Regions from separate parts of the Rattus norvegicus genome. Here region 2 is linked to region 1. A link is a contact called in public HiChIP or PLAC-seq data. All regions are on one chromosome and are shown on one strand. The core of a region is the stretch at or near the end of the contact, and the rest is flanking DNA. Distances in the headings are between cores, read along the strand shown. Region 1 overlaps Stk4 (serine/threonine kinase 4). Region 2 overlaps Matn4 (matrilin 4).

Region 1 (3,740 bases), core at 484-2,983:
GCAGACCACACACGTGTGCAGGTGCAGGTGTGCAGGTGCAGGCGTGCAGGTGTGCAGGTGCAGGTGTGCAGGTGCAGGTGTGCAGGTGTGCAGGTGTGCAGGTGTGCAGGTGCAGGTGTGCAGGTCAGGGACTGCAGATCAGTGAGCAGTTTCTTGCCTCACATTCCCACTGGTGACTCCCCCATGTGCTCTGTCTTTCGCCTGTGCAGCCCAGTCTGTGGTTTCTATCTCCTGAACAGCCCTGAACTATTCCAGGGAGGAAGAGTATAGGTAAATACATGTGGGCTCATGAAAACATTCTGGGATGCCAAACCCCAAAGAGAAATGTAAGCCGGAAAACTGCCAACATGATCTTAAATCCACGAGAGCTACGAATCCGAATTCAAAGCCTGTACCCACTCATTCTGTGTCCACTCAGACCAAGCTGGAGTCTGCTTTGGGGAGCGGCTTCAACTGAGAAGACACTTCCGTAAGACTGGGCTATAGACAAGCTTGTAGGGCATTTCAGAAGAGTTGGCCAAAGACATATACCTTAGAAAAGACAAAAGCCAGGTCATGGGAAACTTCAGAGTGACTTAATTATGGCTACTTATAAAACTGTGCACATCAGTCAAAGTTCATCAAACCGTATATAACAGGAACAAATTTTATATTATGTAAATTAAATCTCAATAAACCTGACTTTACAAAACAAACACCTGCATATCAAAATTGCCAGTTGTGGGGTTGGGGATTTAGCTCAGTGGTAGAGCGCTTGCCTAGGAAGCACAAGGCCCTGGGTTCGGTCCCCAGCTCCGAAAAAAAGAACAAAAAAAAAAAAAAAAAAAAATTGCCAGTTGTAAGGTAACATGTAAGGAAATGTTACAGCCTTACATGTATGTATTAAAAAGGAAAGAGCGACTCTGGTCTTCTATACTTTTTCTGCAGTTGCCAGGCCTGAGTGAAGAGCCTCACACAGGCTCTGCGAGGGTTCTGCCACAGAGCTCAAAGTCCAGAACTGATGCCACTGCCTTAAAGACTTAAGACAAACCAAAATTTCACAGGGACAAAACCCAGAGTCACCAGGAATGGAGTAAGGTTAAGGACTGAAAGTCTGACAGCACTGACAAAGCTGATGGTCTGCAGACGGCGTGGACAGAGACAGTCACGGCATCACAGGGCAAGGTATACTCTCTGTACACTGGATGTATGTTAACCCCTAACTCCCAGTACTACCAATCTGGTAATGACTGACCGTGAGAGGAGTCCAGAGCCACCATGTGCCCCGGCTCTTGCCACGGTGCAAGTCAAGCAAAATGACCAGAGCAGACCTACAGACCTAAAGACCAAGAAACACACGAGAGAAGGCATCTAAACTGCAAGTAGGAACCAGTACTGACTCTGCTGAAGAGGGGGCAAGAGCTAAGGATCTAGTTATACGGTAATTTTTTTAAGGCGAGGTCTTACTAGGTAGCCCAGGCTAGCCTCCAACTTTAAGCAGCCCTCCTTCTTCAGTCTCCCAAAGTGCTAGAACCGTAGCTGGGCAGAGCTAACAAGAGCCAATGTAACGTCCACCAGCTGTCAGCTGCTTCTGAGTGTGAGGTCTGCACTTCTAATGAAATCGTCACCCAGCGTCTCTACCCGGGGACGTTACCTTCATCATTCAGCAGAACCAGCAACAGCTAAGTTCTGAGCAGCACTGGAATACAAGAGGATGTGTGAGCTGCCAGCCTCGGTCACCACAGGGAGACAGGGGAGTGGCCTTCGGAGGGCCACTGTGCAGACTTGTCTGCGGTTCTCAGGACCAGTTTCTGAGCTAGTCTGGACTCAGAAAGCTGACCGTGTTTGAGACTGAAACCATCCTTTGCCATCAGAGAATGAAAGGATCAGGCTCTCAAACCCCAGAGAGCAAATGAAAACAGCCTCGAGCTGGAGCAATGTTGTTTTGGGTTTTCTGTTTAGTGTATGTTCTGTTTTACTTTTGTGTGTTTCAAGTGGCCCTTGGGGTCACAAACCACAAGCATTCAAGTTCTGTTTTCAGCGCCATCGCAGTAACTGTCACAAGCCAGCTCAGACCCGACATTGCAATCACAGCAGAAGCAGGAGCTGTGGGTTCTGAGACAAAGGCGCCATTCACTGGCAATGCGGATTCTCACACAGTGTTTATCTGCACAGCAGCGTCCCCTGGACAGCCTGACACATGTCTCTTTCAGATGGCTATTTCTGGCCACGTTTCTGAAAGTAAGGAGCACAAGACCTCATTATAGTCCATAGTACAAATGAATTCAGCCTCAACATACTTTAAGATTGGCTTTACAGAAAAAGAAAAACAAAACAAAACAAAACAAAACCCCAAAAGAAGTTGAAACAAAACAGTGTGCCCAGTCAGGAAGCATTCAGAAGAGTCAGCATGGCCGCCTCCCAGTGAGGACCCACTGGCATGCAGCATTTACCCAGGCCAGGCCAGCTCCTGGGCACTCACTGGGCACCAGCAGGCCGGAGACCTAAATACAGCTCAGTCTCCTTCACCTTTCTTCTAACCCAGCAGTGTGAGGAGAAGAAACCTCCCCTGAAAACGATGAAAATGCAAACAAACACTGGACGACCAGAGAGCCGGTGGGAAGAGTCTGAGAGCACAGAGTCCGTGGTTTATAGCCACTTCACACACTGAACTGAGGGAGGAGTCCCACAAATAATGTACAATCACCCAGACCCCAGGCAGCTCTCTTGTAGCCAAGAAAATTCCTGGTTTGATACATTAGAATGATCCAAACTAAGAGCTCAAAATACTAAATGTCAAATAAATTGACTGATTAGGTCAATTATACAATGTAACGACTATCATATGACCATAAGCAAGTATTTTAAACAGGTATAGTGGTAGCCACCTATAATGACAGTAAAAGGGAAGTTGAGACAAGAGGATAGTGAATTTGAGGTCAGCATAGGCTATACTGCTAAACTTTATCTCAAACATTATTTTTAAAAAGGTATGACTAGGGGACTGGACGGAGGTTCAGCGGTTCTGTTCTTCCAGAGGACCTGCACTCGGTTCCAAGCACCCTCAAGGGTGTCTGCCCCGTGTCTGAAACTCCAGTTCCAGGGAGATTCAGCATCTCTGGCCCCTGCCGACACCTGCACTCATGTTCACGCACCCACACGCATAACTAAAAACAGTCATTTATTAAAGATGGGTCACACACATTTTTAATTATACACTGAAATAGGTCATGTTAGATGAGAAAATTAAAACTATAGGCAGAAAGATTTCAGTTGTGTGAGACTGAAAACTGGAAGGAGGCACATCAAAATAAAAAAAACTATAATTGTTGCTTGAGGGCGATAAACAGCAAAGGACATCTTTTAAGTTTTTCTTCAATCTCTAAACTTTCTGAAGCGTGCATAAAACATTCTTTCTACAGTTAGAGCGGAGGCTGTGTAATACCTTAGAAAACCAAAGCAACATTAGAAACCAAGAAAGAAAATAACCTTTATTAAATGCTTAATATAGGCAGGGGTGCCTGTGTTACTTTATACACTTTACATCACGTGGTACTCACCAACTCCTTGAGAAAAATGTAATTTTTAAAGGAGGTGGTGTGGGTTTGGGTGTGTGTACGTAGCCATGGAAGCCAGAAGAGAACAGCAGATCCGCTGGCAGCTGAGGGCAGCTGTGAGCTGGCAATCAGCCTCAGGTCAGAAGAGCAGCAAGCCATCAACCACCAGGCCATCTTCCTAGTCTCGAGAAGTATGAGTTTATC
Region 2 (3,740 bases), core at 459-2,958, 310 kb before region 1:
ACTGAGCTATCTCTCCAGGTTGAGAGAAAACTTTGAAAAGCAAGCCAAATTTATCATTCATAAACAGAACTGATTATAACCCTCCAGCTTGTTGGGATTCAACTTTATAGACTTGGCAAAGTGACAGGACAGGGTTGTTTATTTATTTTATTCTATTTTTACAGTGGCTTGCACTTTCAGGGGGACATAGACCATAAATGCCATTACTGTAATGCATTTGGTCTTCAGCTGCAGGGAGAAGGATCCAGACGTGCCTGTGGGGAGCAGTTGGACCTTGTAGGGGACCAGGCAGGCCTAGCTAGCCTGGACACATAGAGAGGCAAAGCCAAAGAGAGACCCTGACTCAAAAAGGTGGGAGGAGAGAGCTGACTCCCAAAAGTTGTTCTCTGATGAGTGCTGTGGTCTGCTCTCACGCATATAATAAAAAAATAAAAATAGAAAATGGTGTGGGCTAACAGTGATGCTATCTCTGTAATAATCACCATTATTTTCTGTACTTTTAAGGAATTGTAGGCAATCAAGTTTATCTGAATTCTGCTCTTAGATGTTGAAGTACATGTGGAGATAAACTCAGATCCATAATTTTTTGTTTTTTGCTTTTGAGACAGTGTGTGTGTGTGTGTGTGTGTGTGTGTGTGTGTGTGTGTGTGTGTCTGTGTAGCTTTGACTGTCCTGGAACTCACTCTGTAAACCAGACTGGCTTCAAACTCACAGAGATCCACCTGCCTTTTGAGCACTGGGACCAAAGGTTTGCACCACTGACTTGGGTCTGTAATTTAAACATTAATTTCACCAGAATCAATGCAATCACAGATTGTTGGGCGGCATCCTGATTCAGTAGGGTCTGGGATGGGGTTTGGTAATTTGCTGTTATGACGAATTCCTAGGTTATGCTAATACTGCTTACCCACAGACCACAGCTTGAGGTAAACTGGTTTACTTGAAATACAGAATACAGGGTTGATTCGTGCCTGGCATTACTCTAGATACTGTGCCAATATGGTGTTCAGTCACCACATGTGTATAATGAATTACAATTGGTCACGATAACACAAAATAAACACTGAGTTCTTCGGGTGCACCAGCCACATTTCAAGTGTTAAATAGCTCCAGGTGGCTCGTGGGTATTGAATGAGGCAGGACAGATACAGAACAGGTCTATTGTTTGTCGTGTCTCATTTGGAGAGAGCTCCTCCATCTGGACTTTTTCTAATCAAAGCGAAACCCGTGGACTTCAGTATTAATGTGTTTTTAGGAGCTTATTGAAAATACAGATTCTCAGTCTGAATTGCAATCTGGATTCTAGCAAGCTCCGTGGTTATCCCAGCAGGCATCAGGGTTTGAGAATTTCTCTTGCAAGTGGATACACATACATAAATCGTCTAACCCCCACAACCATCAGTGGGTAGCCTCTTTCATTATATCCATTCTATGGATGCGGGGAGAATCAAGACTTAGAGGGGCTGAGTTTCTCCCAGAACTTCTGTGCTGCTTGGCTGGGATTCAGGACAGGGCTAAATCCAAAGCCTGTATGTACATACTCAACCATCGACTCGGTAGAGGTGTATCAGAAGGTCAAAGCCACATCCGGGTGGGCTTCCGTTGGCTTCTCATTCTCTTGACTCTTGGCTTTCTCTGCTTGCAGAGGAGGGCATCAGCGCGGGGACAGAGCTTCGGAGTCCCTGCGAATGCGAAAGCCTCGTGGAGTTCCAGGGACGCACGCTGGGGGCGCTCGAGAGCCTGACGCAGAACCATATCCTTTGGGGCTGGAGGCGCTGGTTGCCGGGCAGGTGAAGGGATCTCTGAGACCAAATTTTCCTTAACCGCTCACTGGCCCGGCTGACAGAGCGCCTGGAGGAGCTGGAGAATCAGCTGGCTAGCCGGAAGTGAGGGTCGCATGCTGTCCGAGCAGCCAGCGAGGCAGAGCCCGAGCCTGGACCGTCCGGGAGGGGGCGCTGGCGGGCCCCAAGCGCTGCCTTCGAGCTGGGCTCACCTGGACCAGGAGCCAGATTTAGGGGAGAGGGACAAGGGGATGGGGAGGTGCTGGTGGGGAAGGACTGCTACACTCGCCGCGAGCTTTGTTGGATTTCTTTTTTGTTTTTCTTTTCTTAAAAAAAAAAAACAAAAAACCCACGTTGGTCTTCACGGGGTCGGTTTGTGGCTATTGCTATGCTGCCAGAGGGAGGGGAGTTCAGACGGAGCGTGCTCGCAGGCGCCCGGGCGGCGTCCTCTTGGAGAAAGGCGCATTGTGCAGTACTGGGGCTGGGGGCAGGGGGCCGCTGCTTCCCGTCTCTTGTTTATTCAGCCCAGAACAGATGGCCCGTTATGCAGGACGTGGGGAGGGAGGGGGTGCCCCGAGAACCTTTGGGTCCGAGGAAGTCTGAGTCCCCCATCCTCTAACACTTCGTTTTCTTGCTATTCCTGTCTTCTGGAGCCAAAAATGTGGCTCAAAGGCCGCTTGGGACCTGCCTGGGGAGGTGGGAGACTCGGTTGAGGCCCTGAACAGAAAGAGTGGGGGATGAGAGATGCGCTCCACCTGGCTTGTATCATCTGCCTCTGGCACTTGGTGGCACCCCTGAGCCTCTAGTTCTCCCTCTGCCACTCCTTCGAGAAACAAAGCTGACCCACGCACACACCCCACCTCTACCAGCAAGGAACACAAACTTCCCGGGTACACGCTTTAGATAAACTAAAGCTTAAAATACTTTCAGTTCCGAAGAGCCTCAGATAAACTCTTCTGGGTTTATTCTGCCATTGTTAAAGCTGGGACAAGGTGTAACTGGGAGAAGCAGGGCTGTGGCTAGAGGAATTTATGCTAAGGTACCTGACATTGTGACCGGCATGTGTTTTAGGTCCTTCGTTTATGGTAGTTAGCAATTATTCTTACAGTAATACGTCTTGGACATGGTTTTAAGTGATTTCATAATATCGCCATGGTATCTGTTTGTACCCACGCAGCCTTGTGAGATAATTAGTATCTTAGGTGGCAAGATGGCTCAGCTGCCAAGCACAGTTACCCAGCAAGCTTTGCGATCTGAGTTCGATCATCAGGACCCACATGGTAAAAGGAGAGGACCAACTCCCTAGGTCATTCTCTTGACTTCCACCCCACCACCTGTTCCTACTTCACCAGAAGGGTCAGTGACGGGGCGTGGTCAGAACGGGTGAAAGGGAGAGGCCTGGACTCAATAGAGAGAGGACTAGGGAGGGGAAGGACATGAGTGACAGGAGCCTTGTGTTCTCTAAAGCCACGTTCCAGAAGGGCAGGAGGAGAGAGGGAGTGGAGGGCAGTTGGTGTGTGAACCAAGGAACAGCCACGATGATGGTAATGGTCCTAATAATGTGAAGATAAATGCTAAAAGTAATTATTGCCTTCATCGTTCCCATTCTGGACAAGAGGAAATGGAGCCATGGAGTTTCCCAAAGTCCCATGTCTAGCCAGAGGCTGAACTGACATGTTATCGTTTTCCCATTGCTGCTATAACAAATGTGGGCCTTAAAGGCAAAATAAATCCCCTGTCTTACAGTTCCCGAAGCCGGAAGTCCAAGATGGGTTGGCAGGGCTACATTCTTTCTGGAGGGGTCTGCTTTCCTTTGTAGCTTCTAGAGGCCTCCCAAAGCCCTTGGCTCACAGTCCCATAGCCCTCTGATCTTAACACTCCTCGCTCTCTCTACCTCTCCCTCTCCTCCCTCTCCCCACCTCCTCTCTCTCTTGTGTGTATGTGTGTGCACATGTGCAT

The links. HiChIP or PLAC-seq counts read pairs in DNA pulled down with a chosen protein or histone mark.
Region 2: a contact with region 1 is called in an H3K27ac HiChIP or PLAC-seq map of oligodendrocytes, with 17 times the contacts expected there. The contact joins two enhancer-like sites. A contact is called at or near these places in 2 of 12 Hi-C or Micro-C datasets (frontal cortex and prefrontal cortex) and 1 of 1 datasets of contacts at active chromatin or transcription factors (oligodendrocytes).

What each region holds. Positions count from the first base shown.
Region 1 is chr3:173,231,179-173,234,918 of GRCr8, reverse strand. All of the region lies in intron 10 of Stk4 (serine/threonine kinase 4), which reads right to left. Among named protein-coding and RNA genes, the nearest start is that of Kcns1, 29 kb to the left of the region's middle. Within about 2 kb of position 1,733, at least 36 of the 93 cell types and tissues checked have an H3K27ac peak or open chromatin away from gene starts, as enhancers often do.
Region 2 is chr3:173,538,374-173,542,113 of GRCr8, reverse strand. It overlaps Matn4 (matrilin 4), which reads left to right. Exons shown (of 11, transcript NM_001106539.1): 10 at 1,646-1,753; 11 at 1,832-2,148. The coding sequence ends at 1,890. Among named protein-coding and RNA genes, the nearest start is that of Rbpjl, 13 kb to the left of the region's middle. Within about 2 kb of position 1,708, at least 46 of the 93 cell types and tissues checked have an H3K27ac peak or open chromatin away from gene starts, as enhancers often do.